2 separate regions of the Anser cygnoides genome follow, and region 1 is linked to region 2. Evidence: chromatin contacts called from public Hi-C data. All regions are on one chromosome and are shown on one strand. The core of a region is the stretch at or near the end of the contact, and the rest is flanking DNA. Distances in the headings are between cores, read along the strand shown.

Region 1 (4,515 bases), core at 1,671-4,170, 160 kb before region 2:
TCACCTTCTTGCAGAAAACAATTTAAGGAGCACACAGTCTGCCCGTAGCCCTTCGTGCCCGGTGTCCTGAGGCAGGGTGAGGTGGGATGGGACTTTTGGCATTTTAGGCATTGACAGACCATCCCAGACCGCTTGCCTCCTCCACTTATACCTTCTTGAAGTGTGACCATGGTGTCAGAAACTTTGCCACTGGGTTTTCCTGCCATTGCCATGAAATCATAGATGTGGAAGGGGTTAAGGCACCTTTCCTGCTGCCTAAAGCACGACAAACATTTATAGCTGGAATTTATTTACAGTATTTATGTATGATGGGCACTGCTGCACTGTATGCTGGTGCTCAGAGACTTTGATGCTTCAGGTACTTCAAGGCACTGCTGGAGTCGGGTGAGCAGTTGCCAAGCCCTATCCCTCCTGGTACTTGTTAGGGATAGGCTTAAATTCTATAGCTGTAAATTCTCCCACCTCTGAACCAGGAAGCAGGATACGGCCCTTGATATCTAAGATGATACAGATTTTGTTCTGCATTTTTAATTTAAAACATCATCCAAATCTTCTGTTCAGGCACCATGTGTATTAGAAGTGGATGTGTCTCTTTTTACCCTAAGAGCTCCAGTTACTTCTAATCTTGCTCAATTTTCTGAAAATGAGAAGATGAAAAGAAATGCTACCTTTTTATATGATGGCAAAGCATTTCAAGTGTTTGAGCAGCCATGCCTCTTCACTCACCTGGAGGAGGCGTTTTATTTTTCCCTTCCACTTCTTTGTGGTATCAGCCAGCACAGGGCCCTGCTCTGCACCTTGAACTGAACACTGCAAGATCCAGGGGCAGGGAGCCATCGTGATTTTCATTATTTTAATTCCTTATTAAAATTTTATTCTGGATTGAAAGGAGACTAGAAAGTTCTTGGGTCTGGTCTCATGTCTCCATTCCCTCGTTTGTTATTTTACTTAGCTTTGAAAATACAATATTGAAACTGAGGTACAGCAGGGTTGCTATCTCTTTACTTATTTATTTTTAACTTTCATTAGCTCCTTCTCAGTGCTGTGATGTTTAATGGCAAACAGTTCAGGCCAGCTTGTAACGCAGATTAGGGGAAAAGAACAAAATAAGAATGACAGCTTTTTAATGTTTAGAAACACCTCAAATCAAACATGCTCTTTCTGGTATTTTTTCCATCAAAGCTGCCCGTGGTTTTTAACAAGTGACAAGCTCAGTGCTGGGAACAGCTGAAAAGTCTGGAGACATACATGCCTTGGTGTAGTCCCTGGTGCTACGCATTGCAACAGCTCCTTGAACGTCAGGTCAGAGCTGGCTTTTAAAGCTCCCTCATACGTATTTATACATACGACGTCCTGTTAAAATGCAGAATGAGATTTCACAGTCTATGGGAAAAATATGTGTTGGGAATCCTACTGAAATGACTGCTTATAGGTACAGGCACATGAGCTAGAGAGGCAGTTTATAAAAATCTACATCACTTTCCGTAGTAACTTTATTTTGCAATGTGCTTGAGGAAAGAAAAGGAATAAAAGAGAGCGGAAATAGCCTTTCCAATTTGGACATTTCTATCTGATGTTTTATTGCTTTTGAAACTAATATTACCAATAAAAATATTGCTTTAAAACAATTATGTTGCAGTGGTGAAAGGTCTAGCATGAGATATTTTAAACGGTGAATACACTGAATGATTTACTCACTCTTTTCCTCAAAAACATATTATTTGTCCTTAAAACACAAGATGCAATCTCACTCATTCATTTTTAAAGAAAACAACCTTGCTATGTAAAGAGGATTTACTCCACAGTTACTGGTACAAATGAGCTGAAAAACAGTTTTTTAGACTTAGCAGAGATCAGGTATAACTTTAAGTCAAATACTGTTTTCCCTGTTATTGCTATAAAAAGCACGGTTCACGTTCTTGTATTTAAATAAATTGCTTGACGCAATGATAGTTCAATAAAAAATAAAAATTTAAAAAAATATATATAAAACAAACACCAAAAAAATGTTCCCCTGCTAGGGTTGGTCTTTGACTTGCCTGGAGCCAGAAGGAGATTTTCCTGCATTTCCACCCACAGAGCCGGGACAGGAGCTGCCGACGGAGGCACTGGGAGCTTGGGAAAACCAGACCATGGCATGAACTTGCTTTAAGATTACGTTTAAAATTAAGCCAAGCACCACAAGGCCATTGAATTTCATGAATCTTTTCAAACATCTCAAGTGTTTTAGAGAATGCATTAGGGGGGTGTTTACAGATTGGGGTTCAGCCATTCCATATCCCTAAAAATTCTCCCAGCACTTGGAACTAAGGGGGAAAAAGATCTTCACTTAATGTTTAAAGAGGTTTAAAGTTGTTTTTAATATTTTTAAAAAATATTTTTAAAAGATACAACAACTAGTGAGCTTTTTGTCACACCAATATTTATGTAGAAAATCTACATTAAAAAATGAGAAGTTAGCATCTTGAAGAGGTCTTCTTTTTGCCTGCACAGTATCAATATTTACAAAGGAAAAAATCATGATAATATGAAGATTACCCTTTATTTTCTAGGATGTTCATACAGTTCAAACATCATCTGGGACTTAGAGCAACAGATGAAAATCACAACACCAGGGCAGGGCAACCAAATGACTCTGCAAAATCATTGTATTAAGTAGTTTTTACCTTGGTTATTTTTACTAGCTTGATGTAAAAAAAATCTTACTACACACACACACAGAAACAAAGAAATGACATAAAAAATTTTGTGAAAGATGAACTTATAGCTAATAAATCCAATGCAATATCTCAGGTATTTCTTCTCAAGTTAGGTTTAAAAAGATGCTACTTTTCAGTAAAATACCTGGGAACATCACAATGCCAGAGAAACTGCAGATAAACCAGAAACTCGCATTCATTCACTGGTCTCACCATGTGGTGGCAGCCTAAGGCATGTGTTCACCAGGCATTTCCATCTTTGTAACTGCAGACCGAAATAAATATTCTGCTCCTTCAAATGTCGCTCTACTGGCGCTTTCCCATTGCAGACAGCAAGGGACTTGCTTGTAAAACTACTCAGCAGTATACCCGGTCTCCATAAATGCTGACAACTCTCTTTAAAAGAAAGGTGAGACAAAAAGTGAGAGGCAAAAACAACATAGGCACAGCATCCAAAAGCTGAAACGAATCTACTTATATAATTTTTGAAACACCATCGAAACAGTGCCTTCATTCTCTGTTGCGGTTTTGTTGAACATTGACCAAAATCTTTGTATAAATTGCATAAACCATTCCCCTTCTCTCTCCCCACCACACCCTCCCTTTTCATTTTTCTATTTCCATGTGTTTTGCTACTTTTTTCCCCCTCCAGAATATTCCAGCTCAGACGCAAGCTACTAGCAGGCTCGCAGCCTTTCGTGTGGAGAAGGCCTGCTTTATGCACTATGTCCTATTCCTGTGTAGTTTTGTGACTGCTTTCTGTGATAATTTTTTTATTGCTCTGTTAATTTCAGTTTTAGATTCCTTGTGAAAACAGTTCAAGGAATGTAACAAAATAAATAAATAAATAAAATGTTCCTTCAGTTTTTAAACATCATGACGAATGAGTACCATCTTGCATTAGATCTCAGAGAGAGAAACTATTTATAATTGAATCTGCTCATTTAAGGACTTCAGCACATGGCATGCCTGCAATATCTTTTTCTTCAGATACACACTTTCCCCCTTTCTGATTCTTTAGCCTTCATTGGGCAAACTCACTGCCCCTGTTCATCTTTCTGTCTGTGTAACTTCTATATAACAGTCCCCATCTTAACTTCATGCTCTCAGATAACTTCTCCCTTCATCTAGCATTGTGATAATCTTAGTCTGTTAGGATTTATGCTAAACATTCCTTAACTAAATCATATGCACATATAATTCATATAACTCTTTGAATTCCATTTCTGTATTCTACTAATAGATCCTACTTTGATTCCTTGAATCCTCATCAGTGCTCACTGGGGCAAAGGAACAAAGGCAGTTACAACTCTCAATGTATGATCAGTTACTGGCCTGCTTACTTCACCTCCTTCTTTTTACCCATTAACAAAAAGGTTAAATAACCCTAATTTGCTCAGAACTACACTGAGCACTTCTTCTCTCTGCTCTAACTCGGTACAAGCTGATTTAAACCATCCTCTGATTTTTTTTTTGCTCATGGCGCATCACTCAGTTTCCATTCCACGTGACAATAATCATATCCAAACGAAAAAGAATTAAATAAACGTGACGTTTTGTGACATGCTGTATCAGATGCTTTCCTAAATTAAAGGAAACCACCCACAGCTTGGGAACCCCTGCTAGGCACATCACCCCCTTCTTCATTTGAAGCCAGGAAGATGGACTTGGATCCGTGGTGGAAATGTCACGATTCCCAGCCTGTCCTTGGTTCCAGGGTGAGCATGTCATGTGTTGCCCCACACCTTCATTTGTAGGCAGCTAAGGCAACCCTTTGATGAGTGAATGTGTGTCTGGCTCCACTGTCTGCCTCAGT
Region 2 (4,181 bases), core at 1,248-3,747:
CGCCTGAACATGGAAAGAGAGAGGTCATTTTTAATACGAAACAGACTTGGGAATGGTTGTTTAGGAAAAGTAACCAGTTCGTGGGATTTTTCTCGTTCTTCCTTTTAGCCTACAGAGTCCTTTTTGACGATTACAGTTACATAGCCATGAAATGGTCCATTCGATATGTCAAAACAGATTTTTAAAGTGCATTTACTTGAACAATGCTTCGTATGTTTTGGGATACGCTTTGGGAGTGCAACTATTACCACATCATTTCAGCTTTCTTGTTAGACAGTGAATCATTTTGTTTTGAGACTCTACTTCAGCAGTACGCGTGTTTAGAGTCCGTTAGAAATATTAACTAGAAATTTATTTCTGGAGATGTGCAAAAACCATTTCCGTCCAGGAACAGCAACGCTTACAGAAATGTAAATTGCCAGTTGCTTTAACTGACAGTGGCAAATGGTGTATCATTTGTATATCAGCAAATTACAAAGTTGAATCCATGGTGATACAATTATAACACTGCAAGGATGCAGTTATAAAAACCAATGTGCCATGCTATAACCAAACAATATGGTCTTTATTGAGACGGACTTCCTGTCTGCAACTTACTAAAGGTGAAGTGCAAGAGTTACTCTGTCTTTGAAAGGTATAGTAAAACTTCTTTATTGAAAGCAGAAACGAACGTACAGGGTAATTTCTAAAAAATACATTCACAATTTAGATCCTTCTATGGAGAAAATTGATTAATTAACTGATGCAGCGGTTTTTACATAAAAAAATGCATTTATTTCACCGTATGCTTGGCATGGCTTTTAATCAAGAAAGTTCATTCTCGATGCCAAAAAAAGAAACGTCGCAACGTCGAGCTGACTGCGAGCTAATGAAAGGTACTTTTCTGTGCTTTATAAACCTGAAAGCCGTTCCACTTTATCCAGTATTTGCTGCTCTTCAAAAAAAAAAAAAATCAATTAAAAGTCGTTACTGGAAAGAAAAATCCTATCTCTCTTTATTTCTGGAAAAAAAGAAAAAAAAAAGAAAAAAAACAACACAGGAGGGTAAACCTGACTGTGGTTAACCAGTTTGCACTGTTATTTCAGTGCACCTGTAAGATAAAAAAGAAAATCCCTGACTGGACCCTGCTAAGACAAATGTTGCTTTGTGCTGTTTAAGACTGCGTTTCAATCATTAATAAAACCTCTCTGAAAACGCAGAAGGTAGCATATGGATTCAATAAAATATGTTTTTGTAATTTCTAATAAGTTCAGATACTTTTATACTATCCAGGTTTTTACCATCTGTATCCACTGGCAAAGGGGGAAAAGTTTCCCCTCAGAAGGACGCGGCGCTCGCAGGCTTCACCCTAACGAACAGGAAACCCCACGCGGCCACATGCCCATCTGAAACTCTCGCCATCTCCCCGGCGTGTAAATATTTCTCTCTCCTTTTTTTTTTTTTTTTTTTTTGACATTTTCTCGCCCGTTTTCACGCGGCGGCCGGTGCCCGCCGCCTCCAGCGGCCGTCGCGGTGCTGGGGGAGGCCGCGGGGTGCCGGGCCGGCCCCGCAGCGCCCCGGGGTGCCCGTTACCTTCCGGCCTTGGTGATGATCATCTCGGTGCCGATCTCGTGGAAGCGCTTCCAGAGCTCGGCGCCCTGCAGGTCCACCCGCGGCGCCTGCGGGGCGGGCAGCGGCGAGCCGGGCCTCGAGCCCTTCGGGGAACCGCCGGGCGAGGCGGCCGGGGACCCCGCCGGGAAGCCGTCCTCGCCTCCGCTGCCTGCGGAGAGATCAGAGACGGGGAGGAAGCCCCATGGGCCGGGGGAACGAGCGGCGGGGCCCGCCCGGCACCGACACCGGGCCTGGGCCGCGGCCTTCCGCGCCGGGCCGCGTACCCACGGCGGGGCTGCGGCGGGCGGGCGCGTCCCGGGGCGCGGATCCTCCGCACGGAGCCGCGGGCACCGGCACGAGTTCGTGGCGAACGGCCCCCACGGCGGCGGCTCCACCGCCTGGCGGCACCCGACGGCCTCCCGCGGGGATCGGGGCCGGGGCCGGGGGTCGGGCCGGGGGTCGGGGCCGGGGGTGGTCACTCACCGGCGGGCCCGCGGGCGGCGCAGCCCAGCTCCATGTCGCCGCAGGTCCTGCCGCCGGCGGCGGGGGAGCTCTTGGCGCAGCAGCCGCTGCCCCCTTCGTCGTCCGCCGCCTCGTCCTCGCCGCCCAGCTTCCGCCGCTTGGGCTGCCGCTGCTGCTGCTGCTGCTGCTGCTGCTGCTGCTGCTTCTCGGCGCCGATGAGAGCCTCCACGGAGAAGGCGTGAGCCTTCAGGCTCATGGTGGTGCCGGGCGAGGACCGCCGCTTGTCGGCCATGCCCCCCCCCCTACAGCCCCAGCATCCAGGCCCGCCGGCACCGGCACCGGCACCCGCGCCCGGCCGCCCTCCCGTCCTCCCGACCGCGCAGGCAAGGGGCTGGGGCTTTTCCTCGCCTTTCTTTTTAAATCCAAGTTATCAGCCAAGTTTTTTTTTTTTTTCCTTTTTTTTTTTTTTTAAGAGGGGGGAAGAAAAAAAAAATCTATTCCTTTTTGCAGATGCGCTCTTTTTCTCCCCCTCCTCCTCCTCCTTCTCCTCCTCCTCCTCCTCCTCCTCCACGTTCTGCCCCGTCTGATGGGCCGAACGGGACTGACATGGGTAACAAACGCTCTGCGGACACAAATTAGGGCTTGTAATTGAAATTTGTTGCCTTGATCTGTCAGCACTTCCAGGCAGGAGACCGGTGGGAAGAACTCGCTCATTAGTGTCACTGCGGCGGCGGGGGCCGGGCGGAGCCGCGGGGCGGGGGCTCCGCCGGCCCGGCCGCCCGCAGCCCAATCAGCGCCGCCCGACCGGGGGGGCCCCCGCAGCCCCGACACGACCGGGGGGACCCCACCGCCCCGTCCCGGACGGGGGGGGGGCACCGCCGGCCCGACCGAAATAGCCCCGCTACCCCCCCGTCCCGGCTGATGCAGCCCGTTGGAGGTTCATGAGCCCCCCCCGACTCCCCGAAACGGCGAGGGAAAAGTGTGTGTGTGTGGGGGGGGGGGGATCTCCCAGGGCGCTGCCCGCGGGATTTCGTTTTGCCCGGGGGCTACAATGGGGGAAAACGACGCTGTGCCCGCTGGTGCTGTTAAGGGTCGGTCATTATCAGCGGTATTCGGCTGCCGGGGATGCATCGCCCGGCTGCGACGGCCGCAGCCCCCTCCCCCCCCACCCCCCGAACCCCGACCCGCTGGAGCTGCGCTAAAAAGGGAATCAAAGCGAGCCTTGTACAACATGGGGGCATCCAGCCGAGGCAGCTTCACTAATAATCGTATTCAGGTGCATAGAATAGTCGCCGGGAAAATCCTTTCGAATCTTTCCAGCGAGCAAAACTTATTAAAAGGTGCAGATTTGGAGCCAGATACTCTTTGCTTTGCGTTCTCAGGGAAGGGAAAAAGCTATCGAGATTTTTGGTGTTTATTTATTTATTTATTTATTTATTTATTTATTTTCGTTTCTCTGCTGGAGATCTGCATTTTGGGGGCTTTTATTTGTTTGCTTGTTTGTTTGCGCAGGGCCGAATGGGGTGGCACGCTCCGGTGAAGGAGCAGAAATCCTCGTGTAAAAAATCCCGGGGCAAATCTCACGGTTTCGTGGGATGGGATCTGGGCTTCTCTTCCCTGCATCGGGCAGCAGAGAGAGGAATTCCTAGCTTTGCTCGCCTGTGGTACCATCTCGGAGGTCCTGTCCGGACCTTCGAGTGGCTCTGCTGAGAGAACTGGAAGATTTCTGATTGTAGCCCGATAAGGAAATAGCTGCCACTTGGAAGACGTAACCGCTTTCACTCGAGTATTTTACCTATCCCCGAAATGCAAATTTCTCCCTAATTTCAATAGTGAGTGGGCTGCTTCGTCAGAGAGGCCAAGGAAGGGCTGACTAATAAATATACCCCAGAGATAAATTATCCCCTCGAATGAGGTTATCAGCACTTAAATTGTAGGAGCACTTTCGAGACGTGAAAATATAGGTATGTGACAGATAGATAATTGATTAAAGCAGAAAAAACAACAACACACACCACGAAACCGACGCAGAAGTGTTATCCGTAGGTTACCACAGAAGCGCTAACTATCTCCACGTTGGAAGAGATGGCAATTTGTCTTAGAAAAATTCAACACTACGAAAAAAAAAA

What was found. Hi-C and Micro-C count contacts between places; a contact is called where the count stands out from the background.
Region 1: a Hi-C map of liver shows a contact between it and region 2, with 1.6 times the contacts expected there. The contact joins the enhancer-like site here to the promoter of TBX18 in region 2. A contact is called at or near these places in 2 of 7 Hi-C or Micro-C datasets (granulosa cells and liver).

Annotation. Positions count from the first base shown.
Region 1 is chr3:84,964,351-84,968,865 of Taihu_goose_T2T_genome, reverse strand. No RefSeq gene overlaps it. Among named protein-coding and RNA genes, the nearest start is that of CEP162, 70 kb to the left of the region's middle. Within about 2 kb of position 2,920, at least 1 of the 3 cell types and tissues checked has open chromatin away from gene starts, as enhancers often do.
Region 2 is chr3:84,800,308-84,804,488 of Taihu_goose_T2T_genome, reverse strand. It overlaps TBX18 (T-box transcription factor 18), which reads right to left and starts at 2,497. Exons shown (of 8, transcript XM_048079876.2): 1 at 2,074-2,497; 2 at 1,573-1,759; 3 at 1-3. The coding sequence starts at 2,344.